Linked DNA regions of Mus musculus: regions 1, 2, 3, 4, 5 and 6 are each linked to region 7. Evidence: chromatin contacts called from public HiChIP or PLAC-seq and promoter capture Hi-C data. All regions are on one chromosome and are shown on one strand. Each heading gives the region's core, a stretch centred on a gene start, on an enhancer-like site or on the middle of the called end of the contact. The rest is flanking DNA. Distances are from core to core; before and after follow the strand shown.

Evidence for each region. Promoter capture Hi-C pulls out the DNA fragments that hold promoters and counts their contacts. HiChIP or PLAC-seq counts read pairs in DNA pulled down with a chosen protein or histone mark.
Region 1: a promoter capture Hi-C map of embryonic stem cells shows a contact between it and region 7, with 3 times the contacts expected there. The contact joins the promoter of Lrrc15 here to the promoter of Opa1 in region 7. A contact is called at or near these places in 7 of 39 promoter capture datasets (the C10 cell line, cranial neural crest, embryonic stem cells and 4 more), 4 of 115 datasets of contacts at active chromatin or transcription factors (astrocytes, craniofacial prominence, embryonic stem cells and 1 more) and 1 of 9 other capture datasets (embryonic stem cells).
Region 2: an HNF4G HiChIP or PLAC-seq map of pancreatic cancer cells shows a contact between it and region 7. The contact joins the enhancer-like site here to the promoter of Opa1 in region 7. A contact is called at or near these places in 10 of 39 promoter capture datasets (the 3T3-L1 cell line, the C10 cell line, the HPC-7 cell line and 5 more), 1 of 15 datasets of contacts at CTCF or cohesin (embryonic stem cells) and 3 of 115 datasets of contacts at active chromatin or transcription factors (large pre-B cells, pancreatic cancer cells and stem cell-derived neural progenitor cells).
Region 3: a promoter capture Hi-C map of second pharyngeal arch cranial neural crest shows a contact between it and region 7. The contact joins the promoter of Gp5 here to the promoter of Opa1 in region 7. A contact is called at or near these places in 9 of 39 promoter capture datasets (the HPC-7 cell line, cranial neural crest, embryonic stem cells and 6 more), 3 of 115 datasets of contacts at active chromatin or transcription factors (astrocytes, embryonic basal ganglia and neural tube) and 1 of 9 other capture datasets (adipose tissue).
Region 4: an H3K27ac HiChIP or PLAC-seq map of extraembryonic endoderm stem cells shows a contact between it and region 7, with 5 times the contacts expected there. The contact joins the enhancer-like site here to the promoter of Opa1 in region 7. A contact is called at or near these places in 6 of 39 promoter capture datasets (Sertoli cells, cranial neural crest, embryonic stem cells and 2 more), 12 of 115 datasets of contacts at active chromatin or transcription factors (bone marrow-derived macrophages, embryonic basal ganglia, embryonic forebrain and 8 more) and 2 of 9 other capture datasets (embryonic stem cells and macrophages).
Region 5: a contact with region 7 is called in an H3K27ac HiChIP or PLAC-seq map of the NIH/3T3 cell line, with 5 times the contacts expected there. The contact joins the enhancer-like site here to the promoter of Opa1 in region 7. A contact is called at or near these places in 4 of 39 promoter capture datasets (the 3T3-L1 cell line, embryonic stem cells, maxillary cranial neural crest and 1 more), 1 of 115 datasets of contacts at active chromatin or transcription factors (the NIH/3T3 cell line) and 1 of 9 other capture datasets (embryonic stem cells).
Region 6: a contact with region 7 is called in a promoter capture Hi-C map of trophoblast stem cells, with 6 times the contacts expected there. The contact joins the enhancer-like site here to the promoter of Opa1 in region 7. A contact is called at or near these places in 5 of 39 promoter capture datasets (cranial neural crest, frontonasal cranial neural crest, maxillary cranial neural crest and 2 more), 2 of 484 Hi-C or Micro-C datasets (Sertoli cells and forebrain), 14 of 115 datasets of contacts at active chromatin or transcription factors (bone marrow-derived macrophages, craniofacial prominence, differentiating embryonic stem cells and 10 more) and 1 of 9 other capture datasets (embryonic stem cells).

What each region holds. Positions count from the first base shown.
Region 1 is chr16:30,280,846-30,284,916 of GRCm38.p6, forward strand. Lrrc15 (leucine rich repeat containing 15) reads right to left here and starts at 2,409. Exons shown (of 2, transcript NM_028973.2): 1 at 2,323-2,409.
Region 2 is chr16:30,234,370-30,238,440 of GRCm38.p6, forward strand. No RefSeq gene overlaps it. Among named protein-coding and RNA genes, the nearest start is that of Gm33330, 17 kb to the right of the region's middle. Within about 2 kb of position 2,167, at least 118 of the 459 cell types and tissues checked have an H3K27ac peak or open chromatin away from gene starts, as enhancers often do. A contact at or near this core is called in hippocampal neurons and pancreatic cancer cells, where this site is marked.
Region 3 is chr16:30,308,102-30,312,148 of GRCm38.p6, forward strand. Gp5 (glycoprotein 5 (platelet)) reads right to left here and starts at 2,680. Exons shown (of 2, transcript NM_008148.4): 1 at 2,654-2,680; 2 at 1-1,755. The coding sequence starts at 1,753. The coding sequence ends at 50.
Region 4 is chr16:28,903,551-28,907,796 of GRCm38.p6, forward strand. The region is part of intron 1 of Mb21d2 (Mab-21 domain containing 2); the gene reads right to left. Among named protein-coding and RNA genes, the nearest start is that of Mb21d2, 24 kb to the right of the region's middle. Within about 2 kb of position 2,216, at least 28 of the 459 cell types and tissues checked have an H3K27ac peak or open chromatin away from gene starts, as enhancers often do. A contact at or near this core is called in extraembryonic endoderm stem cells, kidney and liver, where this site is marked.
Region 5 is chr16:28,961,984-28,965,670 of GRCm38.p6, forward strand. No RefSeq gene overlaps it. Among named protein-coding and RNA genes, the nearest start is that of Mb21d2, 34 kb to the left of the region's middle. Within about 2 kb of position 2,283, at least 32 of the 459 cell types and tissues checked have an H3K27ac peak or open chromatin away from gene starts, as enhancers often do. A contact at or near this core is called in the NIH/3T3 cell line, where this site is marked.
Region 6 is chr16:28,866,522-28,870,538 of GRCm38.p6, forward strand. All of the region lies in intron 1 of Mb21d2 (Mab-21 domain containing 2), which reads right to left. Among named protein-coding and RNA genes, the nearest start is that of Mb21d2, 61 kb to the right of the region's middle. Within about 2 kb of position 2,465, at least 15 of the 459 cell types and tissues checked have an H3K27ac peak or open chromatin away from gene starts, as enhancers often do. A contact at or near this core is called in trophoblast stem cells, where this site is marked.
Region 7 is chr16:29,577,936-29,581,686 of GRCm38.p6, forward strand. It overlaps Opa1 (OPA1, mitochondrial dynamin like GTPase), which reads left to right and starts at 1,399. Exons shown (of 29, transcript NM_133752.3): 1 at 1,399-1,636. The coding sequence starts at 1,605.

The sequences.
Region 1 (4,071 bases), core at 1,159-3,658, 700 kb after region 7:
TTTAGCGTCACGGGAGTAAGCTGGAAGAAGGGAGAGAAGGTTCAGAGGGGGTGGGGGGAGGGGCACCAGGAGGGTTGAGCCTGGAAAACACAGCCCATGACTTGGGACTTCTCTACTCCAGACACAAAGCACCCTTAAATCCCTGGACAGGACCTTCACAGCCTCATCCTCCCCGGGGCCTTCAAAAATCCTTGTTTTGCTTTTTAAAATAAGAAAAGAGCAGCCCCTCCCCAGGCCCTCTGTGGGAACCCTCCCAAGCCTGGGGCAAGCCTAGCCCGGCTTCCTGCAGAGGCCAGAGCAGGGCTGTAATTTGCTTCCAAGAGCTATAAGAGTTGTAACTGCCCAGCACAACAGCAGGAGTTGTGTCTGAAGTGGGGACTTTCATAAGAAGCCAGAGTCTCTTTTGAAACTCAGTCTACAGAGACCACTTCTCAGTGGAGCACCTTAGGTCTGAGAGGGAAATGGTATGGTCTCTGTTTAGCCCCGTGCTCCACAGCCGAGGCAGGCACTGGAACCTGCAGCTTCAGGGGTTCTTCTGAAGTCTGGAGGCAGGGAGGCAAATTGTCATCTGTAATCACAGCCTTGGCGTGTTCGCTGGCAGGACAAGCCCTGGGCAGTGCGTCTCCCATCTCTCTCTCTCATCTCTGCACATCTGGATCTACTTCCACTTCAGGCTTCACATCCTCCATTGACAGAGCTAATCTGGGTAGTGTCCCCAAGCCCCGGGAGGAACCTTCCTATACTTGCTGTGGGGTCTTCTCAGAGCTCTTCCTGGCCACGACCCTCTCAACATGCCTTCCCTGTCACAGTTGTTGCTGAGCCCAGCAGCTGACTCATGACCACAGGCAAATTGAACTGTCTGGTCCTGAATCTACTCCAGATGTTCAGGCGATGCAGAAAAAGAGACCTGCTTAAGGAATTTCCAAGTCACAGAGCAGGGACACCCACACATCCGAGAGCTGCCTGCAATGGGTAGTGCCAGCTAGAAATCCCTGGCAGGCAATGCTCAGCACCTTGAGTTCTTGTGTTATCTCAGCAGTCACGGTCTGCCCTAGGGTAGTGCATTTGGCCCTAAAGGTAGAGCCGCTCAGGTTGGAGGGTCCCGAAGGCTCTCCTTTTCCACAGCTCACTCCTCTTCATTTTGGGCAGAGACACAGATAAGGGGTGAGATTAAAACCCACCCAGTTTGTGCGTGGTAGTATATGCCTTTAATCCTAGCACTTGGGAAGTAGGGTAAGAGGATCTCTGTGAGTTTGGGGCCAGCCTGGTCTACATAGTGGGACCCTGTCTTAAAACCAAACAAAACAAACTCACCTAGTCAGCTGTGGTTATAGCTAAGTAGTAGACTGCTTGTTTAGCATGCTTGAGATCCTGAGTTTGATCCTCAGCACCAAAATACATACAAATAAACATACATACATACATACATACATACATACATACATACATACATACCGACACCTGATTTTTTTTCTTGGTTTTTCGAGACAGGGTTTCTCTGTATAGCCCTGGCTGTCCTGGAACTCACTTTGTAGACCAGGCTGGCCTTGAACTCAGAAATCTGCCTGCCTCTGCCTCCTAAATGCTGGGATTAAAGGCGTGCGCCACCACGACCAGCGAGACACCTGATTCTTATCACAAACCTACCTCCAGCATCTCCCTCCCAAAGGCATCAGCCCTGGACCCTGTGACACATCTAGATGATCAGAATGGGATCATCTAAGCTACACACAGAGTTAGAACCTGGACACTTAAAACTTCAACTGGGTTCCAAATTGGCACTCCTGACTAGAGACTGCATATCCGCCTGAGTCCAGCAGTATAAATGTAACACTGTAAATCTACCACAAGTAGAGGGCCGATTTCTCCCAGGCAGAAACCTTGTGAGTTCACCATCCTGGACAGATCTATATGCAGAGTCCCCTTTAAGTGGCTACCTCTGTAGGCTCAATGGAAATGATACAGGTTCCAACAGCCAGAACCTTAGAGAAACTCCTGCCCTTGTGGATCTGGTCTCCCGGAGTAGGTAAACCGGGTGCTTCAGTTAACTTTCAACCAATTTCCTGCAGGTCAAAAGCTCTCCCCGCTGCACTCCAGGCTCACTTCACAGACCATAAAGTCAAGGAAAGCGAAACAGGGCATCAAGATTCACAGCTAGACACTAGGACCGGCTCACCCAGCTCCTGCGCGGGCTGGACCAGTCCAGGTCCTCAGAGCATCCCAGGCACGCGCCAGCCCTGCTCCTTGTAGAGTCTCGGGATCCTATCGTCAACCGGGATGTGGGGCGCGGCCGGGATGGGGGGTGGGCGGGCACCCACTTACCAGCAGCTCCACGAGGCTGCCGGGTCAATAAGAAGGAGGCGGCGAGGAGAGGAGGCGGAGGACCGGACCGGCTCAAGACTGCAGCATGAGTGAGGGCCTTCTGGGTCCTCCCTGTCATTTAAACAGCCCCTCGTGAGTCACCGCACGGGGCAGTGTCGGCCTGCGGGGCGGGGCAACCTCTGGGAGCATCATCAGGGAATTGTGTTCAAGTTGAAGGGGCGTTCATCGACTGCACTTGAAAATAAGTTTCTTCTTTGCCTCTCCTTCCCCATCTCCTTCGGACTCGCTGTGTCCAGTGTGACACTGGAAAGGGGTTTTCTGCCACCGCAGTAGGACTGAGTAACTGGGACCCAGCTCTTGCCTTAGGCACCAGTTCAGGTTGTGATTGAAGTCGGGCTTTCTGTGACCTTTTAGTCCACTCTCTGCTTCCTTCTCCATCCCCCTTCCTTTTCTCCCCCAGCCCCGAATTCTAAAATTTGTATATAGAAATAACTCCAATTTTAGAGAAAATATGCAAGAACATTATAAGGCACACTCGAATGTGTCATCCAATTCAGCCACTGCTAATATTTTGGAAAAGGCATTTAAGTTCTTAGGAAAAATATAGTTCCCTCCACCATATCTCTTTTAAAAGTAGCATTTCATGTCCCTCCGAGGTTATCTTCTGTACCTATGCTGCTGCTCCTGGGTGCGTGCAGGATATGTTCCTGGGCTGTGAAGGTGGTGACTGAGAACGAGGGCTTGTCTGCCTTTCACCTCTGTACCACAGCATGCCCTGATTCCCTACCTTCCCACGGTCCCTACCCCAGTAGGAAACCAGGAGACCATGCTGGTTCTATTCAAAGTGTCCCAGAGAGAGCCGGAGGAAGAGGGTAGAGGAGTCACGGCTGGGGAGGGGGCCGTCAGACCTCTGCTTAACAAAGCATTTAAAGGTTGTAGCTGCCTTGGCTCCGTTTACCTTCTCCGCCTAGTGGCCAGAACAATGCCTGCACCCACCGGGCAGCTCCTGGAATGCGAGAGCCTTAATTAATGTTTGCAGGGCGCTTTGAGATCTGCGATGAAAGGAGAGACATAAAAGTGCAGTGTTATTACTGAGACAGTCACTTGGTGGCTTACCGTGGTCAAGCCCTGCTGCCTGAATCATGCCTTGCCGGTGTCACCATGAATCACAGCCAGAAACAAAAGTGCTCTGGCTATTAACCGAGGAGAGCGCTGCCGCCACACCCCAGTCCCAGCTCCCCCACCTTAGCATCCTATCCCACTACGATTCCACAGAAGAGCATCTTCCTTCTTGCTGTCAACCTTTGGAGCCTCCGCATCTTTTGTTTGTTTGTTTTTTGTTTTTGTTTTTGTTTTTGTTTTTTTGAGACAGGGTTTCTCTGTGTAGCCCTGGCTGTCCTGACCAGGCTGGCTTCAAACTCAGAAATCCACCTACCTCTGCCTTCCAAGTGCTGGGATTAAAGGCGTGTGCCACCACTGCCGGCGGCGTGGTCTCCTGGTTTCCTACTGGGGTAGGGACCGTGGGAAGGTAGGAATCAGGCATGCTCAGGTTGTGGTACAGAGGTGAAAGGTAGACAAGCCCTCGTTCTCAGCCTCTACATTTTGAACCCAGGGCCATCAACTTCCCACCCATGGACCTCCAAAAATAAGACTATTTCCCTTGTCCTGTATTCTTCCTTCATTTCCTACACACAGTTACTGCGCTAGGCTGTCGTTACTGTGCTGGGAAGTCAACACTGGGAACATTTA
Region 2 (4,071 bases), core at 917-3,416, 660 kb after region 7:
ACTTGCATGCCGCAGGCTAAGCATTCTTCCCCCCAAATCCCAGAGAGTAGGTCCCATGGACTCTTGTCACCTCTACCTGTAGGGACTTAGAATGTGGGAAATGTGATTGAAAAGAACCATGACTTTCTGGTGGGGTTTCTGGTATAGATGAATAAGATTACAGGGTTTCCTTTCTCTGGGAAAGAAGAGGAGGAGGAGGAGGAGGAGGAGGAGGAGGAGGAGGAGGAGGAGGAGGAGGAGGAGGAGGAGGAGGAGGAGGAGGAGAGAAACAACAACAACAACTTGGGAGCAGAAAGACACAACTGAAAATGTCCATGCAAAGTCTCAACAAGACATGGCAACACAAACAAAAAGGGAAGGAGCAGGGTCCAAGCATCCATCCATCCATCCATATGGAAGAACAATAGTGAAGACAACCTGGTTCACCGTCCAGTGCCTGCATCCAAGCTCCAGCTGTGCTGCTAATTGTCCCATGACCTTGAGCTAGCCCCTCTCCTGCTCTTCTCTCAGTTACCAGCATACCTCCCCCACACACACACTCTCACAGAGCTCCGTCCACCCGAGCTATTCTTTTAGAGCTCTGGTTTCCACCTAGGCTTTGGCCAGACATATGGCCAAGCCAGCAGGAGGGGGGGGGGAACGGACGGGGACGGACACTTGTCCCAACTGGTGGCTGCCCAAATTTTCCTGTCTATCCTCTAGCCCCACCTGAGAGCCCCATTCAGGGCCCCATTAGAGGGAGCAGGACTCGTTCTGACACAGCATATCTATACTTCCCCCATCAAGTCCCCCAGCCCTCCCCCTTATGTCTGATGAGTGATTCCCCTCTGAACCCGTAGGCCTGTTTTCTGCCCACAGCCCAGGCCCAGTCTCTGACACCCTGGGCTCTGTGATGATATTGCTCATTTGGATTCTAGGAGGGACGGCTGCTCTTCAAATTAAACTAGTTCCCTCTGGACCCCTGCCACCACTGCCTCGCTGCTAGGAAGTGTCCACTGGCCCTAGGGAGAGCTTTGAACAATTCTGTAGAAACGTGGAACCTGCCAGGAATCAGCTATGTGGCTCGAGGGGGTCCCTTCTAACCTCTTTGGCCTCAGTTTCCCCTGGACTGGAGTGGCTCCTGCCAACTGCCTGGGAATAAGGACCTGAATCTAGGTAGGTAGCAGAGGCTTCAAAGAAGGAAACCAAGCCCTGGAAATGAGAGCTGGGGTCAGGAAAGAAGCACACAGTCTCTCCAATTGCCCTTCCTCTTCTGTCCCCTCAGAAGTAGGCTCTGAAGAAGCTGGCAGGGCAAGGCAGCCATCAGACCAGGGATGGGCAAGCTTCTTTTACTCACATGGCTTGTCTCCAGATGAGGCCTCGCACCAGGGAAGGCAGAATATCAAACAGATGGGAAAGTGGGTGGGATGAAATATGAAGTGGATTATTTATGATAAAGGTCACTGCCTGTGGGGAAAGCCCCCCTGGGCGGGGGTGATGTATCCAGCTAGCTAAGAAGCTAAACAAGGGACTCTCCTTTCCAGAATAAAGCCTCATCCTTAAAAATAGAACACCCCCCCCCACACACACACACACACAGAGCCATTAAAACTCAGAAGCAACTCTCTGCTCCCTACCCCCATAGACGTCGAAAGTCCCTTACAAACGGCCCTGCTTTATGTGTCACAAAGTCAGAGGCAAACCCTGTGTATGAAAACGTTTATTATGAAGACCCACAGAGCTCAACTAAGGGCAGAAAGAAGAGAGAAAGAAACCATGAGAGAGAATGACAGGAGCTGGATTCTGGAGCTGATCAGCAGGTCCCTTGGCTTGGGGAACTTGCCGGGATCCTCGGAAAGAGACAAGGAACCCAGTGAGGTGACGTTGGGACAGGCAGAGAGTGTCAGGGAGCAGCCGCAGGGGTGAACCCGAGTCCCGAAGGAGGCAGAGAACAAAGTGGAGTAAAGGAACCTGTGCCGAGTGGTTGCAGGCGTTCCCCCAACACCAGCACATCTAACGTCAGGCGCGACTAGGCAGCCGCCAGCATTAATTAGGTACAGATGCAGGCACAGGGCAAGCCTCGGCCAGGAGCCGCTCCCGGAGGCGCGCCCCCCAGGCGCAGCCGCCACCTCCGCAGCCCGGACCAGCAGCCGCCCGGAGCGCGGAGTTTTCCCCGTGGCGCCACAGCGCCCCCTCATGGTAGTCTCAGGCAGAGCGGCTTCAGAGAACGGCAGACTCTCAGCCTGGAAGCCAGTACCTTCAGTACATCTCATACTCATTCGGAGTGTTTAAAAATCCTGATGCCTCCACGTTGGCATCCCGTGTTTATTAAATTTGAATATGAGAGCTTGACTTAGGCACCAGGGCTTCAAAAACTCTCTGCAGGAATTTCCAGTCCTTAGTCAAGTTCAGAATCAGCTGTCCTAAAGCGGTAGTTTTGAACTTGATGGGTATTGAAACAACCTCGGAGACAGCGTAAGGACAGATTGCTGGTCGATACCCCAGAGTTTCTGATCCCATGGATCTGTGGTTGGGTCTTGTGAGTCAGCTTTTCATTTCCCAGGGTATAAACAGGACTGGCAGGGATTGAGCACTGACTGGGAGATCGCTAGAAATTCAGGCTTAAAGGCCACCTTCCACCGGCTTAATCACAATCTGTTTGGCACACACGAACGAATCCTCTGATATCAAGGCTGAGAAGTGTTATTTTAAGCACTCTTTGGTCAGATTTCACACAGCAGATTTCTCACCCTCCCCAAGAGTGCTGAATCAGAGGGCAGGATAGGATGTCCCACATCCAATTATCTTGCATCCCGGATGGGAGAAACTGAGACCCAGAGGATGAAAGGATGCCCCAGAACCTGGGTTCCGGGGTGACCTATCATCCCCTGTGGGCTTTGATCTGTCTCCTCCACAAGTCAGGCAGCCAACTGTCAAGAGATACTACTGCCTGGTCTCTGCTCTGTGTCATAGGAGGGGCCGAAGAAGCAAGCAGAGAAAGAGGAAAATGGCAGCAGAGGTTGGGAGGACCTGTCAGCTTCTGACCCTCAGTGCTGAGACTCTCGGCAATCACCTGCTCGTAATTATCTGTCTGAATTCTCAGGAGCGGATTAGAAGCCTATATTATGAACTGACGAAAAGTCTGTAGCACTGTCCCCAACGTGGGTCTAGAAGCAGCACATGGTGGTCTCCATCTTCTTTGTTGATGTCGTCCAGTTATTTGGCAAAGCACTGAGTGGCCGGTGAGGTTGTTCAGGCCTAGGGACAATACTGACTGCAAATAGAAATTTGAGGAGTGCATGATGAGAACTTTTGGTGGCCATTATTTGTTTATGTTTCTATTTTAATTGTTTTACTTATACACTTTTCATCCTGCTCACTGCCTCCTTCCCGGGCACTTCCTCCCATAATCCCCTTCCCTTTCTCCTCTGAGTTGGTAGGGTGCCCTAGGTATCCACCAACCTGGCACATCAAGTCTCTGTGAAGCTAGGTGCATCCTCTCCCACCCAGAAAAGACAGGGTGGTCATTATTCTTGTGGGTATACAGAGACATGTAATAGTCCTGTTTTGACCATAGTTTAGAGTCCATGTAAGAAGCTAAATAAACACATAAATACATGAGAAATAACATCACATGTCTGGAGAGTTCAGTGTTCACAAAGGAACAGGTATGGTTGAGGGGAAGGCGTTTATTGTAGATGTGAGGGAGAGAACAGCAAGAGGCATCTGGGAGAGTCCAGAGCAGGGAGAGAATATGGTGCACTGAACATAGCCAGCAGACAATGGCCATGGGAGGAGTGGGGGATGGGGAAGAGAAGAGAGGCAGGCAAAGGAGACTGAGAGAGAGAAGACCAAGAGTGGAGCAGGCAAAGAGAGCACCAAGAAAGCATGGTCAAAATGGTGGAGGCTGTACAGGAATGGGAAGCTAGGGAACGGGGTGGAGAGCTTTAGGGTAGGGGACGGGGTGAGAAGAACAGAGAGGAGCCCCAGGTACTGAGGGAGACTTGCACTCATCTCTACATGCTTTGTTCTCTTGGTTGCTCTCTGTCTCTGCTTCTCCCTCTTCCTCCCCCCACCCCCTCCCGCACCCTC
Region 3 (4,047 bases), core at 1,430-3,929, 730 kb after region 7:
TGACTGCATTCTCCTTGGGGCCCCGTCCACAATGCTCTGGTCAGTTTCATTAGTTACACGATTTTCCCATTGCCTCTAACAAGAGCTTCTCTCTGATTAATGTTCGAAACAGCTGGCCGATTTTAATCATGGCAAACACGATGAACGCGGCTATGATGGCCTGGGCTACTAGAAGCAGAATATAAAGACCCCAGTAGAGCCTGTTATTGGGACTTTCACCCCTGGCCACCAGCTGGGCCCACGTCTGGGACTGCCAGCTGTTAGGCAGCCAGGACGGAACCGGGGCTTCCAGAGCATTTTCGGTTGGAGGGTCGAGAGGCAGGCTGCGAGGATCCGGGCACCACGGGTCACCCTGCAGCAGCTCCCAGAACGACAGGCTGGCGCGTGGCTCCGGGCCACGGCACTGCGGGGGCTCGTCTCGGCCCAGGATGTCCGGGTGATGCCGCAGCCACTGGAGGAAGGGCCACAGGCCACAGTCGCAGAGCCAGGGGTTGTGACCCAGCAGGACCTGGGTCAGCTGGGGCAGAGCCGCGAACACGTCTCCTGGCAGCGTCTCCAGCTGGTTGTGCTCTAGCTGCACGCTCTCGAGGCTGCTGAGGTTGCGGAAGAGCGTGCGGGGCAGGGCCCGCAGCCGGTTGTGGCGCAGCGACACCTGGCGCAGGTGCCCGAGGCCGCGCAGCGCGTCGTCCCGCAGCTCCGCCAGGGCGTTGGTGTGCAGCGCGAGCACGCGCAGCTCCCGTAGGCCCTGGAACACGCCGCGCGGGAGCGCGCTCAGGCGCGGGTTCCGCGTCAGCCCCAGCGTCTGCAAGCCGCTCAGGTTGCGGAAGGCAGCGGCGGGCAGCGTGCTCAGGTGGGTGCCGTTCAGCCACAGCTCCCGCAGGCCGGCCATCTCCCCGAACAACACGTCCGGGAGCTCCTCCAGGGGGTTCTCGAACAGAGTCAGCCGAGACACGCTGCTCACGTGAAGGAAGAGCGCGGGCGGCAGAGACTCCAGGAGGTTTCCGGATAGAGTCAAGGAGCTCAGGTTTCCGAGGCGGTCGAAGGCACCCGGGGCTACGGAGCGGAGGTGATTCCGCTCCAGCCGCAGCTCAGTCAGGGCGCCCAGGTTGCTCAGCAGCCCCGAATCCACAGACGTGAGCTGGTTTGAATAGAGCAGCAGTTTCTCAAGCTTAACTTGAGCCCCAAGCAGTCCCTTGGGCAGGTGGGTCAGGTTGTTTCGCGATAAATCCAACAACTTCAGTTCTCTCAGGCTCGAGAAAAGGTTAGCAGGAAGAAAAGAGAGCTGATTCTGGTTCAAACCGAGCTCCTGAAGGTTACGCAGTTGCTGAAACAGGTTTTGATCAAGGTCCCTTAGTGCATTGTGGTCCAAGAACAGCTGTTCCAAGAGTACCATCTTATCCAGGATCGCACGTGGAAGACGAGAGATTTTGTTGCGCGTCAACCTGAGGGTTTTCAGTTTTACCAGGTCATTGAAGGTGCCGGGGTCGATGGCGGAAATGTGGCTATCTGAGAGCATCAGGCGCTGAAGGACTGTCATGCCGCTGAAGCTGTGGTTCCGCAATATGCCCTGGTCCATTCGGAAGAGCAGGATGTGTGTGAGGTTCGTAGGCAGACCTAGCTCAGCGATGTGAGCCACGCTGCCGCCCGAGCACTGCGCGGCATCGCGGACCACACACTTGCAGGTTTTGGGGCAGGGAAAAGGTTGGGCACGCAAGAGTGCGAGCACCGCGGACAGCAGGGCGCTTCTTAGCATGTCTGAAATGCAAGAGCAAAAACAAGGCTCAGAGCATATCCTGGAGCCCTGCACGCACTGCTGCAAGCACAGTTTTTGGGCCAGCACTCTCACGGCCTTGGAACGCTCAGATACAACCAAGTCTTCCTCTATCTTACAAAGGCTGATTAAAAAAAAATTACTTTTCTATTCAGCATATGTGGGTATTGGAGAGTAGATCAGTCTTACAGGTTCCCATTTTTATCCAGTCAGCCATCTCCCCGGTTCTGTTTAGAGCATTGACATTTGGGCATTTTCAAGCTACAGAATACCTTAAAATCGTTACAGAACGAATTAAAATTGCTACGGTCTTTTTCAGAGAATAGAAAGCAACGCCTCCTGGGACTGGCTGTGTCACTGACTTTAACAAGTTAAGCAGGGAGCTTTATCCCCAACAGTCAGCAAGAGAACCGCAGCAAGGCCCACTTCCACTAGATTCAATTTCTTACATATTTTCAAAGTACCAACACCCCACAACTCATTACACCGTTTTGTAACTCCCGGCCCGGAGCCCAGTGGTGCAGGTGATAATGCCCATTGCTTTATGCCATGCTTTTCTGAACTTTGCACTGTTACAGTAACACGAGTGCAGTAGGCTGGTCGCTCCAGTGTACATGAGGTTAATTTAAGTGTCACATAAGTAGCATTTGAAGATGTTTTTCTGACTCACACATTTAAATAATGAGCTACTGTTTGCTTATACACCAAGCTGCTTAATAAAACTACTCTGGGCATTGAGTTACCCAGGAAGCACACAGTAATACTAGTTTACTCTGTTTCCCAAGTAAAAATTTGTACTGTTTCTTGTACCAGGTCTCCTTCTGCCCCTATACAGACTGAGCCTCTAACTGCATACACTAATTTAAGAATATTTGGCCTTACCTGAAGCAGTTCTGCACCCTGGACTGACTGAAAGGCTTGCAGCTCTGCTTGTGACTTGGCACTTCAGAGAGGAAGAGGGAAGTATTCTTGCATCCTCAAGATAAAGACCTTACCAGATAAAAAGTCAAGAAAAAGACTATCTCCATAGGGCATATTCTAGGTTTTAATGACAAGAGCTTTCAAACTTTCAGAGTCCATAGTTAAAAGTCCTTTTGTAAAAGCTAGAGAGTAGAGGGCCTAAGTTTTCCCAGAAATAGCAGGCTGTCATTACATGGGCCACACTTTTGGTTTTTTTCCATGCTACATTGCACTAACTCATTCCTGTGCAGGAGTATGTGGGTGCATGTGGCAGTGCCTCACTTGTGGGTGTCAGAAAACTTTAGGCAATTGGTTCTCACCTTCCTCCACGTAGGTTCCCAAGGACTCACACCATGTCTTGGGAGGTATCTTTACCTGATGAGCCATCTCTTTTGCTCAACATTTTATTTCTTAAATAAGGCCAATGAATTCTCAAATGCCCGCCCCCAATGGTTGGTCTAGCCATTGTCAAACATGTTCAGTAATAGCATTGCTCAAGGGTTCGTGTTCAGTTTAACTTAATGTCAAACTGCCTACCACCGTGGTTGTATTGCCACAGTGCCACACTGTGTGTAAGAACTCCTGGTCTTCACGTCTCTGACCTGGACTTCAATCCTGGTCATTCAGATTGTTTCCATGATGCCTATTCCTTAGGCTTAGGCTCAGCCCAAAGAGCAAAATGGCATACCAATCTACCAACCTATGGTCTCAATATGCTTTATAACGTTGCATTTCTGTATAATGACAAACTTGATGTCTTTCTTTACAGTGAAGGGCCACCTGTTCTTCAGCTTCTGAGAAACTCGAGTTCCCCTTTTATGTCTATTTTTCTCTCAACAACTTGGCTATGTATATGTAGCTCATGCTAGCTTCAAATTTACAATCTTCTGGCCTTAGTGTCCTAGAGTTTGGGAATCACAAAGAATGCATCACAATGTCCAGCTGTGCTCATTTTTCCTATATGTAACTATAACATAGACATTCTTTATAAGTGCTATTATCTATTGGTTGTCAAGTCACAGATTATCAAGTAGATCCCTCCAAGGGGGAATACCCACCAATTCCTTTAAATGCTCTCACGCTGTTTCCCTTAGCATTCAGATCCAGGGGTACAGATCTCTTTGTATGTACCTAAGAGGCAGAGTTACGTTAAATATGCTTCTATCACTATTTTCCACTTTTCACCCACTTTAAGAACAAGATCCAGAGCCTGGGGAGATAGCTAGATAAGCAAAATGCTTGCCTTGTAAGCATGAAGACTCATTCAATCCCTGGAACTTCACAAGGGGAGCTAAGCACAGTAGGCAGAGGGATCC
Region 4 (4,246 bases), core at 966-3,465, 670 kb before region 7:
CTGTTTTTTTAAGTTTTTAACTCAACCAGGAGCCCCGCCAACTTGATTATTTTCAGAATGTTTATGTGTCATCTTCATCTTTCTGTGATGAGGTGAGAATTAAAAAAAAGAAAAAAAAAGCACATTTTGGCCACCTGCGATAACATACCCATTCAATTATAGTACTGGGGAAGTAGGAGCAGGGATGGGGCTCTGTGGGTTTGGGGCCAGCCTGGTCTACATAATGAGTTATAGAACAATCCAGGCTACATAGGGAGACCCACTCTCAATAAGTAAATATAAAAGGGCATTTTAATAACGTTTTTGAGGATTTGAGTTCATCAACTGTTTTCACACCAATCAATTTCTATCAGGTTTTCAAAACAGGAAAAGGAAACAAGGAGCCAGAGGTGTAAGCACCCAGGAAAAGTGCATATGTTTAACCGATGCAAGACCCTTAGCGCAAACCCCAGCACCAAAACATAAACGAAAATAAAGTGACCAGTTTCTTAAAAGCATTTTTTCTTGTATCTCAGAGCTCACATACATACCAGAAATGATGACATAAATATCATGTACACATTCACTGGCTTGCTCTCACCCTGCCATTTTATATTTCCTCCACATATCAAAATAAATAAATAAATAGGCATCTATAGGTATAATTATTCTGTTCCCCTCTCCTGTCTTCACAGAGGTGGCTGCCATCCTGAAAGGTACAGTCTCCAGTGCATTTTTGTACATCTCCTCTGTGTGTATTCACAGACACTGCCGTTTAATTAGGCGGGTGACGTCCCACCACACATCCAGCAACATGCTTTTCTGAACGTTCTGAGTTTGTACAACGTCTACTCGCTCCATGACACTCGACATTCCCGTAGCAGCTGATTAAGTAAAGAAGCCACGTATCTGAAGACACGAGTGGCTCAGGCTTCGTATCTGGTAGGCCGTGCCCTTCCTGCTGTAACTCGACAGATACCTGAAGTGAGGAGACAGCAGACTACAAACTCCTCGTGCAAAAGCCCACCGCGCTGCACACTGGGGAGAAAACAAAAACCTCGCTCTCCCCACGAGCTGCAGATTTTTTACTGTCCAAAGGACCAGCAGGGTGAAGGTGCTGAGCTCAGAGCCTTGATTACATTAAGCTAAGCACAGGTGTGGGGAACGTGGCATTTGCTCACCTAAGCAATGGTACTTTATTTGGAGGCAGGGTCTCACTATATACATCTCCATCAAGCTGGCTTGGAACACACTATGTAGACCAGGCTAACATCAAAGTCACAGAGATCTGCTGGTCCTTGCCTCCCCAGTGCTGCCACCAAGCCTTGTCAAGGCTACTTACTGTTCATGATACTGGTGCTATGGTTACCTTAAGAAACAGAGTTATCTGTGGAAGATGGAAAGGAACTCTCCTGGAAACCCACCGCACAGCAAATGTTAGCATCAGAACAAACTCCTCTCCCACAAGCCACATGCACTCTACCACAGTCCTAAAAAAGGGAAAGTTGGATTTAGGCATAAACACAGAAACACAGCTTACCTCTGACTCAGTCTCCCTAGCTTGATAGGTTTCAAGTTCTCTAAAATAAAAGGCTGTAAGTGCCAGTTTAACGTGACAACGATAAAAACACTAGTTCATCAGTGAGTTGTTTGGGATATTTAAGCAGAAATAAATAAAATCGAGAATTTTCTTTCCCAGACGCTCAGTCTTCAGACCGGTTCTACTTTCTGTGGTTCTGAAATGGACTACATGGCAGACAGGTGCTTCTCAAACTGTATCACATAGTGCAATCAACTGCTGACATGTTAAGCCTAAAACACTGTATTCTAACTAGCTCCTGGGTAAAGCTGGGGGCACAAGGACTACACCTGAGAAGGCATGGGGGACCAGAGGGCAAAGAAACTTTTAAAAGGAGAAAAGCCAGTGGCTTTAATTAGTTTGCTCTAAAGTCTGTGAGCAACGACAGACAGGTCTGGAGGAATCTCCAACCCCTTTTACATAGAATGACCAGGTATCATTGGTCACTCAATGGTAGCCTCACAAACAGAGGACACAAAAAACAAAAACCATCCTTGCATCAGGTTCAATCCTTTGAGGACGGCCTCCTATATTTAAACTCACTAAATAAAAATAAAACCTTCCGAGTAAACAGATTCTGCTTCCAATCTGGTACGTGATGACCTAATCTGGTACGTGAGTCCAAAAGTCAAAGTTCAGAGCCCAGGACAGGGCTTGGGAATCATTGACAGACTGTGAGAAGATTACAAGAAAAGGAAGTTTGAAAAGAGCAAACTATCTCAGAGAAGCTTTGTGGTTCCCGTCTAAAGACCAACTCCCCTAAACCAAGCAAAGGCTTGGTTGGTAGCTGATGGAGCTTTTTAGAAATGAGTGTTCTGACTCCGTCGAAGGAGTAAGTCACCGACTGAGGCACATTTTGATCTTATTACTAGAAAGTAGTGGAGACCTAGGAGGTGCAGCCAAGCAGGAAGAAGTGGGGTCCGTAGGGACACACTTTTAAAGGACATATCTGGTCTCTCATACCTGTTGCTCTTTGCTCCCTAATCTCTGAGAGTTAACTTCACCGGACCCTATCCTCATGTTTGCCTCAAGCCCTCAGCAATGGAGTAAGCTATCCACAGGCTGAAATCTCAGGAGGCTTGAGGCTACGTAAATCCTCTGCTGAGTTGTTTATCCCCACTTTTGCCAAGATAACAAAAAGGTAACAAAAGGCCAAAACAGATTTCCCAGAATGAAGACATATAATTCATTTAAACATGAACACACTTAACTGAATCGATCTTAAAAAGAAATTATTTCTACTCCTTAAAAAAAATTTGCCTGTGAAATACAATAATTTCTCCTAAAGAATTGTGGTCCCCAAGTTGGCTTAAACTAGTTTTCTGAGCTGAGATGTCTCTATTTTATACTGAGCATGCTCAGGACACAGGGCCAAAACTGAGTTTCTCAGACCATCAGCAGGCAACCTATTCCCCTCAGGCACATTAAGTGAGCTCATGCAGGGGCCAGGCCAGCAGTCTGCACACTGCAGGAAGCACCCCACTTACAAGGCCTCATCCCTACTCACCAGGCCCTGTCCCTGTTCAGAGTTGTGTAGCGCTTCTTTCAGCTGAGAGTGAAATACAGATGCCAATCTCTGCTGAGAACTGCAGGGTAAAGCCATCCACAGTGCTGGCGAGTGCCCAACACCTCCACATTCACACAGATGTGGAGAGGCAGGCAGCTGGGACCGGAAGTAGTGTGAGAGAAATTTATACAATGTCCCACACCTTCAACACACAATTCCCACTGGAAATGTTACCAAGAAGGAAATTTTAAAAGACTTGTAGTATTTTACTATTTACTAAATAGTCACACGTGATCAATCTCATTAAATCTATCAACCTATTGACCTATCTACCTATCCCCAAATCTATCTCTGTCTATCTAATTTGTGTACACACACACACAAACACACTTGTGCAAACAGAGATAATCCTTCTGGCAAGTGATGAAAAGACAGGTACTTACAAAGCATGAAGGGAAATCTGAGCTAAGGCGGGGAAGCATGTAAGAACCCACTCCAGAGAGCCTGGAATGGCCGGAATGCAGTTACCTACAAAGTTGGGCTTTGAAGAGAGGAATTTAGTGGGTGTTCTGGGAGGTCAGCTGGCTCCGAATTGCTAATTGTACATTTAATCTTCACCTAATAGGCAGTGTTCTTTAAGAACAATAAATAAGTTTCCTTAGGACGAGTCCAGAAAGCATTTCCTTATAGCTACAGTCTGTAGGTAAATGTCATACATCCGCCCTTGCCTTGGAGTTTATCACAGGATGAAATATATAGTTCCATAAACAGCTTCCAGGAGCTTCTGTCAAGATGTCTCAAACCCAAGCCCAAGCCAAGTATCTTTCAAATCATTTAATGGGGAAGTGAAAACTGTGTGTTCCAAAATACAAAGACTTGAAAAGCATTTTGTGAACTTTCTAGAAAGCACACAACATGACTGTAAAATCTATGACAAGAACTGCCACCTGTAATCACAAAAGCCTTTACTTGTAGGATTAAACTCAACCCCAAGAATTTCTATTGAGAGAACGAAGGCCCCGAATTCTCACATCCAGAGTTCATACCGAGGTTCCCAAAATACAGCAATAAAAATGTAGTTCAGTGAAATGCAAGGAAGGAATCCAGAAACTTCTTTGTGAAGGACAGGTTTTAACAAATACTAATGAAATGGTATTTCTGAAACCAGAACTAATCACACA
Region 5 (3,687 bases), core at 1,033-3,532, 620 kb before region 7:
GATGTATTCCACAGGTTTCAATTTATATCACACCCTTCAGAAGAAAGTACTATAGTAAGAAGAGACTATAGCAGGGACTGCAGGGGTCTGCATGAGAGGAGAGCATGGCTTGGATGGGTAACAGTAAGGAGCTAGCTTGAGAGATGGTGGCCTACACCTAACCCATGGACATGTTAAAAGTCTTACTGCCCTGAAAGCGTAATTCTGTTATAGGTAAAAAATTTAAATCTAGCTTTAGAAACCAGGGACGAGGGCTAGTGATGTAGGTGAGTGGTAAAGGTGTCACGCATTCACAGGAGCCCTGGGCTTCTAAACCAGCACGGTAACAAATAGAGACTAAAGACAAGCAAATGAAACACATCACCTAATTACCGAGGCCTTCAATCTAGCTCTTACTGCTTGCTTTCCAGTTACAGTGTGGTGGACCGTGTGCTGTGTTCTTTAGGTTTCCATTTTCCCAGCACTTAAAATGGGTATAATAGGGTATACACTGCCCACAGGTCTGGTGAACTAAATCAAATGATGCAAACAGAGTTGTGTGACATCTTAGTGTCACTATGGGGACACTAAGTTGGGCACAGTGGCACTTGCCTGTCCTCTCTGCACTGCAGAGGCTGTGGCAGATTATCACCTAAGCTGAATGGTTCAGGACCAGCCTGGGTGACACAACAAGCGATGTCAGCAATGACAGCAGTGGGGGGTAACACATAAGGAATGGAAATCTATGAACAGTCAAGTTTTGAATTCTTTATTTCTGTGGACATGCTAATTGCTCTTGTCAGGCTTGAACTTCCTAGTTTGAACTCTTGTATAAAAGTCACTTTATAATGCTTCAGTGAGGATCACCAGTCAGATTTGTATGATGCCTGGTGCTCAGTGGGTGCTCCATAAACAATAGCTGGCTATAATTATGACTTGGAGTGTTTCAATAGGTAAAATGGACTTTCTTGACACTGCTCTGAAAAATTATGTTTACAAACGCATAATCCCAAAAGATTAATTATGCTACCAAGGAAGGGCTGATGTTATGCAAATGTTTTCCTTTGCAACTGCACTGGCCATTCACATATTTTCCTATTCATAGACAAAATAGTAATTGGCTGATATGAGCACTGCTGAATCCCAATGGGCTCTTAAGTGGGGAAAAGGGCTCCTCTAGCACAGTGTAGAATGGATGTGTCTATGGTAAAGGGCTCCACTAGCACAGGGCAGAATGGGTGTGTCTATGGTAAAGGCTCCTCTTGCACAGTGTAGAATGGATGTGTCTAGTAATGGGCTCCTCTAGCAAAGTGCAGAATGGATTTCATTATGGTACTGTGTGCTTTTTTTCATTTTGTTTAATTTGCAAATGGAGCCCACACTTCTCTAAGGAGTCTCTCTCTCTCTCTCTCTCTCTCTCTCTCTCTCTCTCTCTCTCTCTCCCCTCCCTCCCTCCCTCTCCCTCTCCCGCCCCCCCTCCCTTTCTCTCTCCCTCTCTCATGTTTTCTCTCTTTCATCTCAAGAGTTCCTTTCTCAATAAATTAAAGTCTGATCCAAAGGAACTTAGGCCAAAAGGCCACTATGAGTCAGCTGTATAGACACAAGATGAGTTCTTACTCGATTTCTCTGTCTACTATACTACCTCCCTTACCACCATCAGCAGCAGCTTTGGTTGTCCAAGTAAGGGCTCTTCGATTTCTAGAGAATTTACTTAAGCTGTTGTTAGATTTCTCTCTATATTCATTGTCATTGACCCATATAAAAAGGGAAAGCTTTAACGTGGTAAAACACCGCAGATTAAGGAAGACACCACTTTCTCACTCAGATACATTAAAAATGCACCTCCATAAAAAGACATTTTTGTAAGTTTTTTTTCTATATGAATAAAAATGCTCTGAAATGGCTAATATGCTTTGTTGTTGAATATAGTATTATAGGGCTTTTTTTTTCATGGAAAAGAAAGAGTGAGTAATCGGAGCACAAAATTGGAAAGACTTTTAGAAATTTAACCTAAGATCAAGAGGATAGAGAAGAAGCTGCCTTGAAGGTATGACTCAGCATTCTATCCATGTAGCTTTAGATAGTGTTGCATGTCTATTTTCTCCTAATCAAGCACTCTATTCTAGAGGGAGGAGGGAGCTTCATAAATCAAAAAGCTAAAGAAATTTCCAAGGCTCATGAAACACAGGATATTCACAAAGCTGCATGTGGAGTTGCAAAAGCCATACATAAGTTGCGGGTGAGAGTGGGCTGCTCTGAAGTACAGCTCCTTGCAGGATGGACAGGAACTCTAGGGAGGCCTTTTTCATGAGTCATCACGCCCACACGAGTGAACAAAAACATACACAGGAGGTGATTGTTTGCATATGCAGAGACATTTTCATATTTAGAGACATATAAAATATAGTCCAGTCATGGTAACGGAGAGAGGACTGGGAATGACAGAACAGGGAAAACATTATGATAATCAAATATGACTTTCTGGCAGTATAATTGACTTTGAGTCACTGACACCCCTGTAAACGACCTCCCTCACGCTCTTTAAGTCACCCTAATAAACTCACTGCTTCAACACATAGATCTGTGTGGAATTGTTTCTTTGTTCAGTTGTCACTAAGCTCTCTGGGGAGAAAAGATGTTTATTCTTATTTTCTCAGAAGAAAAAAAAATCACACAGCAGTTAGTCACTCTACCATGGACTTGCATTTCAACATATAAATGTGCCATATTTTACCTACTCATTTTTCTGTGATGGATACCACCACAGTGTATATGTATCTCATATATACACTTTGTGTACTCACTGGGGAAATGTTTTTCTAGGTAGTCCCATTGATAGAGTAGCTGTGTCATAGAGTAACCCCTTCCTAATGCCATTAAATATTGCCAGATGCCTACCCACATAGGCTGTGGGTCAGATGTAGTAAAACTGGCAAGTCCTGACTCTGTCGCCTCACACCCTCATCAACATTTGTGGTTGTCTTCTACTTTCGTTTTGCCATTTTAAGGCACATAGACTTGAGTCATGTTGGTATAATTTGCTTCTGATTACTGCCTCCTTTGTAGGCACCACTCTTGTTACCCACTTAAGACAGTCTATCAACACATCACTCCTGTCTCAGTTAGGGTTTCTATTGCTCTGACGAAAATATCATAACCAAAGAGCAAGTTGGGGCGGAGAGGGTTTATTTGGCTTATGCTTCCAGATTATGACCCACCATTGAAAAAAGTCAGGATAGGGACTCAAGCAAGGCAGAAACATAGAGGCAGGAACTGATGCAAAGGTCATGGAAAGATGCTGCTTACTGGCTTGCTCACCATAGCTTGCTCAGCCTGCTTTCTTATAGAACCCAGGACCACCATCCCAGGATAGCACCACCTACAATGGGCTGGGACCTCCCCCATTGATTACTAATGGAGAAAAATGCATAACAGTTGGATCTCATAGAGGCATTTCCTCAACTGAGGCTCCTTCCTCTCTGATGACTCTCCCAGGGTCAAGCTGACGTGAAAGCAGCCAGTACACCTCTTTATCCCATTTCAGTGCTTTCAGTTTAGTGTCTTGTATCTCTTCATTGGCTTGTGGGAGTTTCGATATACCTGTTCCAATTAGAGTTTTAATCTGAAGAGTTTTGAAGGTGAAGAAACCTTTGGAAAGTCACCAATATCGGCAATCTTCTGAGTTCCCTAAAGTCTTCCTGTTATGTT
Region 6 (4,017 bases), core at 1,215-3,714, 710 kb before region 7:
AAACACAGAGAGTCAGCACACATACACCACACACACACACACACACACATTCCACACAGACACATGGATACTCACCCCACCCAGATGAACACACACATACATACACCACATATACACAGATGTTCACATACCACACGGAAAGAGACACCATCCATCCATCCATACACACACACACACAGATATCCCCCCATCACACACACACACACACACACACACACACACACACACACACTCACACCTTCCCACAAACAGTCTTGTGGGATCTAAGCAGCAGTGAGAGCGGAACAGAACCAGAAAATCTGATTATCATGCTCTTTTCATGAAGTCAAGCTGAGATACCCAGTCTGTCTGAAGCAGAAGTATATCCATGTGCTGAGAGCAAACAGAAGGCTGAATCCCCGATTTCTTTTATGTTACTGGGCTCCTAAACTACTTTACCCCCTTTAGGATGAAAAGGACCTGAGCCTCATGGCAGGGGGCAGGGGGCAGGGTGAGGGTGGGACAGGGATTCTGAGGTCCAGCGCGGGGAAGACACAGAGCAATGCTGGAGACCACTGACTGACCCGCCATTCTGACTGCTTCCATGTCTACTGTTAGAGCATGCACTTCTGACAGCACACCTCTCAGAGCCGAGGAAACTGGGGACTCCAGGGGACCCTCCATTCCTTTAGCATGCACACACTTCTGAATTCCTATGCCTCCTGTCTGGGTGCACACAGCCTGTTACTGTAACGGTAGGGGAAGTTCCACCCATGGGGCATGCATTCCATCTCCCTTTTCCAAACTCTGCTTCCTTTCTGGCAGACAGGTACCTCTGGCCTTCCTGGCGATGAGAACCACATGGGACTTTCACATGGACCTGAACAGCCCAAAAGCAGGGCAAACAACAACTCCTCCAGAGGACTGAACCTGAGGGTGTGACTAAAGAAGGCCCTGAAAACAAATATGGAAGTTTCTAGAAATATTTTGTGCACGCAGATACATCTATACAAAGATATCTGAACATTAGTCATATAGATACAGGCACAGATACACACACACACACACACACACACACACACACACACACACACACACACATTTCTAGTGTTATAGAATTCTAGCAACAAGAAAGAGTGTCCCCAGGTCACTGGGGAAACGAATCTGCCTCAAAGTGGAACTGTTCGACCTAGAGAGCCTCCGCCATTTCCCAGGAGCAGGGAAGTATTTGGAAAAGCCCATTCTTAAATAAATATTTAAAAGGGGGGGAGGGCTGGTGAGATGGCTCAGTGGTTAAGAACACCGACTGCTCTTCCAAAGGTCCTGAATTCAAATCCCAGCAACCACATGGTGGCTCACAACCATCTGTAACGAAATCTGATGCTCTCTTCTGGAGTGTCTGAAGACAGCTACAGTGTACTTACATATAATAAATAAATAAATAAATAAATAAATATTTTTTTAAAAAAAAGAAAAAAAAGAAAAAGCCCATTCTTGAATCTTTATCTCACCTACTTCCCAGCTACTGTGTTTCTCCAGGTATATGTGTATATACAAACACATGCATGAACACGAGCGCGCACGTGCGCGCTCGCGCGCGCACACACACACACAGAGGATAAGAGCTTAGGGAAAAAAAAAACCCACCATGCTCCATAAACCTCTAAGCATGCAGAGCAGCAGAGACAGAAAACGTGCTTTTTCTTGATAAGAATCTTTTTAATGTTATCTTGAGCGGATGAGTTTTGTGAAACTCCTAGAAGCACTGCAAGAATGAGAACGAAAGTCCCCCGCAGACACAAAAGTGGAGGCGAGGAGGGTGAAGAGTCACCACCACTGAGCAGATTTTGAGAGGGCCACCTGCAGTGTTCCCCTTTTGAAAGAGCAAAAAGGGAGAAAGACTGAAATTAGAAACACAGATTTATCCGGCACTTTCAAAGACAAACACAGGGGCCAGCAGAACTTTGTTCAAAATGAAAAAGAAAATCAAAGCCCCTTTCTTGAAGTCAGCCCACAGAATGTCAGGCTAGACTGGGGGGCCAGGGCCTTTTCCTTCTTCTGAGGATAAGGCTCTGGAACCATTTATTGGGGAAGTTTACTTTAGAGCAGAGGACAAAAAGGCCTCGTGCTCACAGAGAAGCAATGGAGAAGCCAGGGAAGTTAAACCCCTGGCTTACCTCTTCGATGGAATGAGGTGAGCAGCCGCTCTTCCTGGAAAGCCAGGAATGATGGAGTTCTACAGTCTGGTGATACCTTGCTCTCCGATGACACAGCCTCTGCCCAGATCTCCCAGAGTTGCTGTTTTAACTTGTCCCAGACCCTTTCCCTTAAAACCTTGAGCCTTTAGACCATAAAGGCCATTCTTATGAATGATGTCACGTGTACTTTACCATAGCCTGAGATAACTCTTGTTATCCTAGGGCCAGGCCAGGCCTGGTAACTCACGCGTCTTACGTTTCCCTCAGTCAAGCTCGTTAGCCCCTAAATCTTAGGCGCTATCTCTGAATCCACAGTACCCACTCTTGTGAAAGAAGCCAGGTGTGCTCTGTAAAGAATCTCAGTGGAAACATTCCTTAAATTGTTGCGCACTTGGGACTGAATTAATCGTTATCTGAGTACTTTGCTGTCCCAGAATTGTGCTGTGCTTAAATAGTGGCTAAGGTCAAATGCTCTGGGCCAGACTCTAGTAGAAGTCCTGGTTCAGCTCTAGTGGCAATAAAACCAAGGAGGAGCCCGGTCTCATTCTCATCTCACCCTGAATTTTTTTCCCCTGCCTGTTGTACAGGCTGCAGGGAAATCACCACACAGCGCAAGCCCACCGAGCTGGAAGCCTATAGCCTGTTCTTACCTAGAAGCATTTTAGTAGAAAGTTTCTCCTAAGTGGAGGAGGCAGAGGGATCACCACAGAAGGCAGGAAGGGCTGCTGAAGTACGTGTTCTCCTCGTGACCCTCCTGAGCATCCATGACCAGTACAACACTCAAGCCAATCGGAGTTGCCTTGGACAGGGAGATAAAGGCCTTGGGTGGCTAGAACATCTCACAACATCACCTGTCTCATACTCGGATGGAGTAATGATTGGCTGGCACAATGTTGATCCTCTTAATTATCAACAAAACTGACAAACAAGAAACGCGCCGTAGAAAGCACTTCATAAGATCAGCACATCGGTTTTATCCAGAAAGAACACGAGTTTGTGACACAGAAAGACCTAGGAATGACTTTCTGATTGCCCCGGGTAGAGGCTGCATGGCTTAAATTAACAGCTGCTCTAGACCTGAATGGCTCCATCTGTTTAAAAAATTAGAACATTGACAGATTGTTGGGGGGGGGGGGCATGGAATAGGGAGCCTTGACAGAGGCAAAACTGGCCTCCACGACAGACCTGGCTGGGAGGAAAACAGAACACACAGTCACATGGCAAGGCAGGCCCTGCACCCGGCCTCCAGCAGGGCCCCAGGGACCCCACTCTCTAGTACCCACAAGCTAAAGCTACCTCCTGTGGATGTGGAGGCTGGTCACTGTGACCTGGTAGAAGAAATGGTTTCCACTTCCAAGATTATGTCACAAAAGGCACTGCGTCTTCCATCTTGAGCCATCTGTCTGCCCGTTTGCATAAGCCAGCTGCTACGCCAACGCCACCACCTTGAACAAGAGGTGGAACTGAGGTGATCTACGGTCTACTGGGGAGTACAGGGCAAACTCGTTGGCCTCCCAGCCAAGCCATCAGAAGAAGAGGCCAGAGGACAGCTTGGCTGCACCTGCACTGTGGTGACACGGACTCAGAGTCAAGCCCCTGTCTCCGAAAGCTCAGGAGTAGACAGGGGCTTTGTTTTTGTTTTAACGTGATAGAATAACCTATGGACAGTGATAGTCACTCAAAGTGGGGTGGGGTCTTTATCAAAGAAGGTGAGGGCTATTGAGAGACGGGGAATTCGTGAGTGGTAATGTACTGCAGATATGAGCAACAAACTAGAGGTGGGGCTGCCATTTTTATAGTTTGAGTGAAAAAAAAAATGTCTGACACAGGCTCATGTGTT
Region 7 (3,751 bases), core at 149-2,648:
GGTAGACATAAGTTACACATAGTCCCAGCCTAGAAGTGGAATTATAAAGCAAGGGCTTTGTAAACTGCAAAGACACATTACACATGGAAGCAGCCGTCACTTACTTCTCCCTTTTGTGTTTTCCAACAAGAATTAGGAAGCAACAATAACAAATGCATTTTTTATTCAATACTAGAAAAAGTTGGGGTTTAAACTGGTTTCTAGTTTGGTTTATACTGGTTAGGCTTTATAGAAGGTTTCTATCTACAGCTATCATTGAGACAGTCATCACAGTAAATATATTCCTCAAGTCCTGCAATCAGAACGTTTACTGTCAGACAGTTGCGTTTATATACTTGCCACTATTGTGACTAGATGGATTCTGATTTATGGTTTTGATAATTAGATAAAAAGCAATTTATTTGGGGTGCTGGTGGTGGTGTGTATTTCATGTGCGTGTGTGAGAGAGAGAGACTGACAGAGACAGGGGAAGGGAGACGAGTGAAAGGAATGTATCCTTGAAGTGAAATAAAGTACAAGACTATCTGATTTTTTCCAATAACACCATTAATCGACTTCACAATCTTTCACTGGCAATATTCCTGTTTTGAGTCCCTGTTCTCTTTAAAAAAATACAAAAATGGTTGAAGATGGAGAAGATACTTGGATTGATACAAATAATTTAGATTATTAAGGAGAAAATGTAGCCAGAAAAAGGAAGGAACTCAAAAGGCCCAAAACCTAACTGGAACTTTTGAATATTAAATAATAGTTGGGAGAAGCAGGTAGCTAGGAGACTAGACATCAACTACGTCCGAAGAGGGGTTGATAGGGAGGAGTGGGGAGGGATAGGTTACAAGGAGAAGGAAGAATGAATCTGACGTCTTGAAAATCAAAAGAAAACTAAGAAGAGAACTTAGGCAGATACTACTAAGGAGCCATTACTGGAGAGATGGCGCTGTTAAGAGACTTTGACAAGGGCCATTTCAATAAAATGGGTGCCATTAAAATTCAGGTGAAAGCCAACAAAGGGGGGAATGAAAAAACAAAACAAAACAAAAACATTTGTGTCTTAATAAAACTGTATGTGTTTATCCCAAACCTACAGCTTAAATGTCAGAAGTCACTTTCCAATCAGATCTCGGACTTTCTAAGGTGTCTCGCATACTCGATCTTCTGGCTATATGATTCAGCTACGAAAATGATCTTTAAAAGATTTCCTTAAATTGGCTGCTCCTAATAAACATTCGTCCAGTGGATTTCCTGCACCCAGCCCGCCCAGTTCATTTTCAAAATTCCTACACTTTGAGGGCGGAGCCAAGAAGAGGAGCACTACACAGGTCCCGCCCAGTGGCTCCCCGCGCATGCGCATGTCATCCGCGGCCCGTTTGTGCAGCCTGCCTAGCGTTCCTGTGGGTGGTTATTTCGGAGACGGACTGACTACGGGAGCCCAGCCGGCTCTTGCGGAAGTCCATGCGCCATTGGGAGGGACTCGGTGGCTGCTCTATGCCCTTGTTGCTGAGGGCCTCTTCCTGGGTCATTGTCGGAGCAGGAATCGGACTGGGGCCGACACGGGGTTCCCCCCGTGGCCGTCTCAGCGCCTGTGTGTGGTCTGCTCTGGCGGGATGTGGCGAGCAGGTCGGGCGGCCGTGGCCTGGTAAGTGCGGCCTGCGACCTGGCCCCGTTATGTCAGGTTCTGGGCCATTTGGACAGCAGGGTTGACCCATCACTACTTCCCGAATGTGCAGGTGACTGACCCTCAGGCCGGGCCGAGGCTCTTAAAAAAATTCTCGCGAATGTTTGAATACCCAAAGGAGTGACGGGAGTTGGCCGGTGACCATTCCTTGTTCAACATGAAGATTTTTGCTGCCTTGGCCCATCGTTCCTGTCCCTGTCCTTGTGATCTCCCTGCTATCTGTCTCTAGTTGTTGCTTTTATTGTTGCTATTCTGGCCTGGCCTAGCTCTGTCCTTGTATCTCTGTGCGTGTCATTTAACTGCCTTCTTGCAGCCATACGCCATGCCACAGCGCACACTTTGCTCTTGCAGCTACTTGGTAGCACTTGCAGCAGCATACTTGAAAGTATGTCCTTTCATAATACGCGGGAAAGGGCTCTCTGCCCGTTTACCTGACCCTCTGACTGGAGTCAAATTTAGAGTGGTGTTGTGCATGATATCAGGCGGTGTTTAAGAGATGCCCCGTCAGAGATCTTGTTCAGTGTTGAGGTCCACTTCGATGCACTTCTCCAGTCTCGCTGCGGATGTTGCTGTAGTCTTGTTTTAAAGTAGAAAACCTCAAAGTAGTTTTATTTCTATGAATTGCTATATGCATTTACTGATACTAAATTTGATGTTATCTATATAAGTTGTTCCAATAACCCCCAAGCTTAGCACATTGTTTCAGACATTTGATTACAGGAAGTAGTGTACACCAAGGTTTCCACCCATCTCTACAGCCCCTAGAACTTTTGTTTGTTTGTTTGTTTTTGTTTTTGTTTTTCGAGACAGGGTTTCTCTGTATCACCCTGGCTCTCCTGGAACTCACTCTGTAGACCAGGCTGGCCTCGAACTCAAATCCACCTGCCTCTGCCTCCCGAGTGCTGGGATTGAAGGCTTGGGCTACCACGCCGGGCTAGAACTTTTAAAAATATGTTTGTATCTCTTTCACCAGCATGTATATCTGTGTGCCACTTCTGTGTCTGCTGCCCACAGAGGACAGAGAACAGCATTCAGTCACCTGGGACTAGAGTAGCAGACAGGTGTTAGTCACCATGTGGGTGCTGGGAATCCAACCTCTGACTTCTAGAAGACTAGCCCTTCTTCATAACCAATAAGCCATCTCTCCAGCCCTCTCCCCAAAACTTTTTTTAATGGTATAAATTATGTATTATGCTTATAAGGAATGGACCCATTCCTTTCATCACAGTTAATTAAAAGTCCACAGTGCAACTGCCTCTACTGCAATGTTGGTTGTTTTTAATCTTGTGGGATTTTAATTTAGCAATACGTTCACAACCTTCTCTATTGAAATAAGCTATTTACAACTTTACTATTGCTGCTGTTTTATAATTAAGTGGAGACATCTAGTTTTCTATAAAACAGAAAAAAGTGTAGAAGATAGCATACTCTTTTCAAAGAGGTATGTAGGAAACACTTAAAGTTGGTTTACAAATAAACAGGTTTGTAGTTTGTATTGTTTGTTTAATCAATCATATACAGCTGGGCTACATTGTTTCTGAAGGTATGAACATGTGTCTACAGTCATGGCTTTAGAATGTCTTATGCCCAAGCACAACTTAGCTAATGGGAGAAATAGGGATATGGAAAACCAGAAACCCCCAGGCTCTGGAATTGCCCTGCACAATATAGTTCCTGTTAAGTTATGAAATAATGCAGCTAGGTACTACTCTAGTCATGAGGTTAAAACAGACTTTTTATATACAGATAAATATACCTCTTAGACAAGTCAAATGGAAGACTGATAGCCAACACTTTGGGGTTACGATAAATATTTGTGTAAAACTAATGAAAAAATAATTTCATACTACACAGCTCTATGTAGGTAAAGGATGTGGTAGATGAGCAAGAGTAGATGGTGTGGGTGGTATACTTTATTACATTTGACTTTTGCATTTTTTTCTTACTGTTGTTTGTTTGTTTATTTGTTTGGGGTTTTAATTGTTGTTCCAGGCAGCGTTTCTCTGTGTAGTCCTAGCTGGCCTCAGACTCACAGAAACCCACCTTCTGCCTCCCAAGTGCTGGGATTAAAAGCAT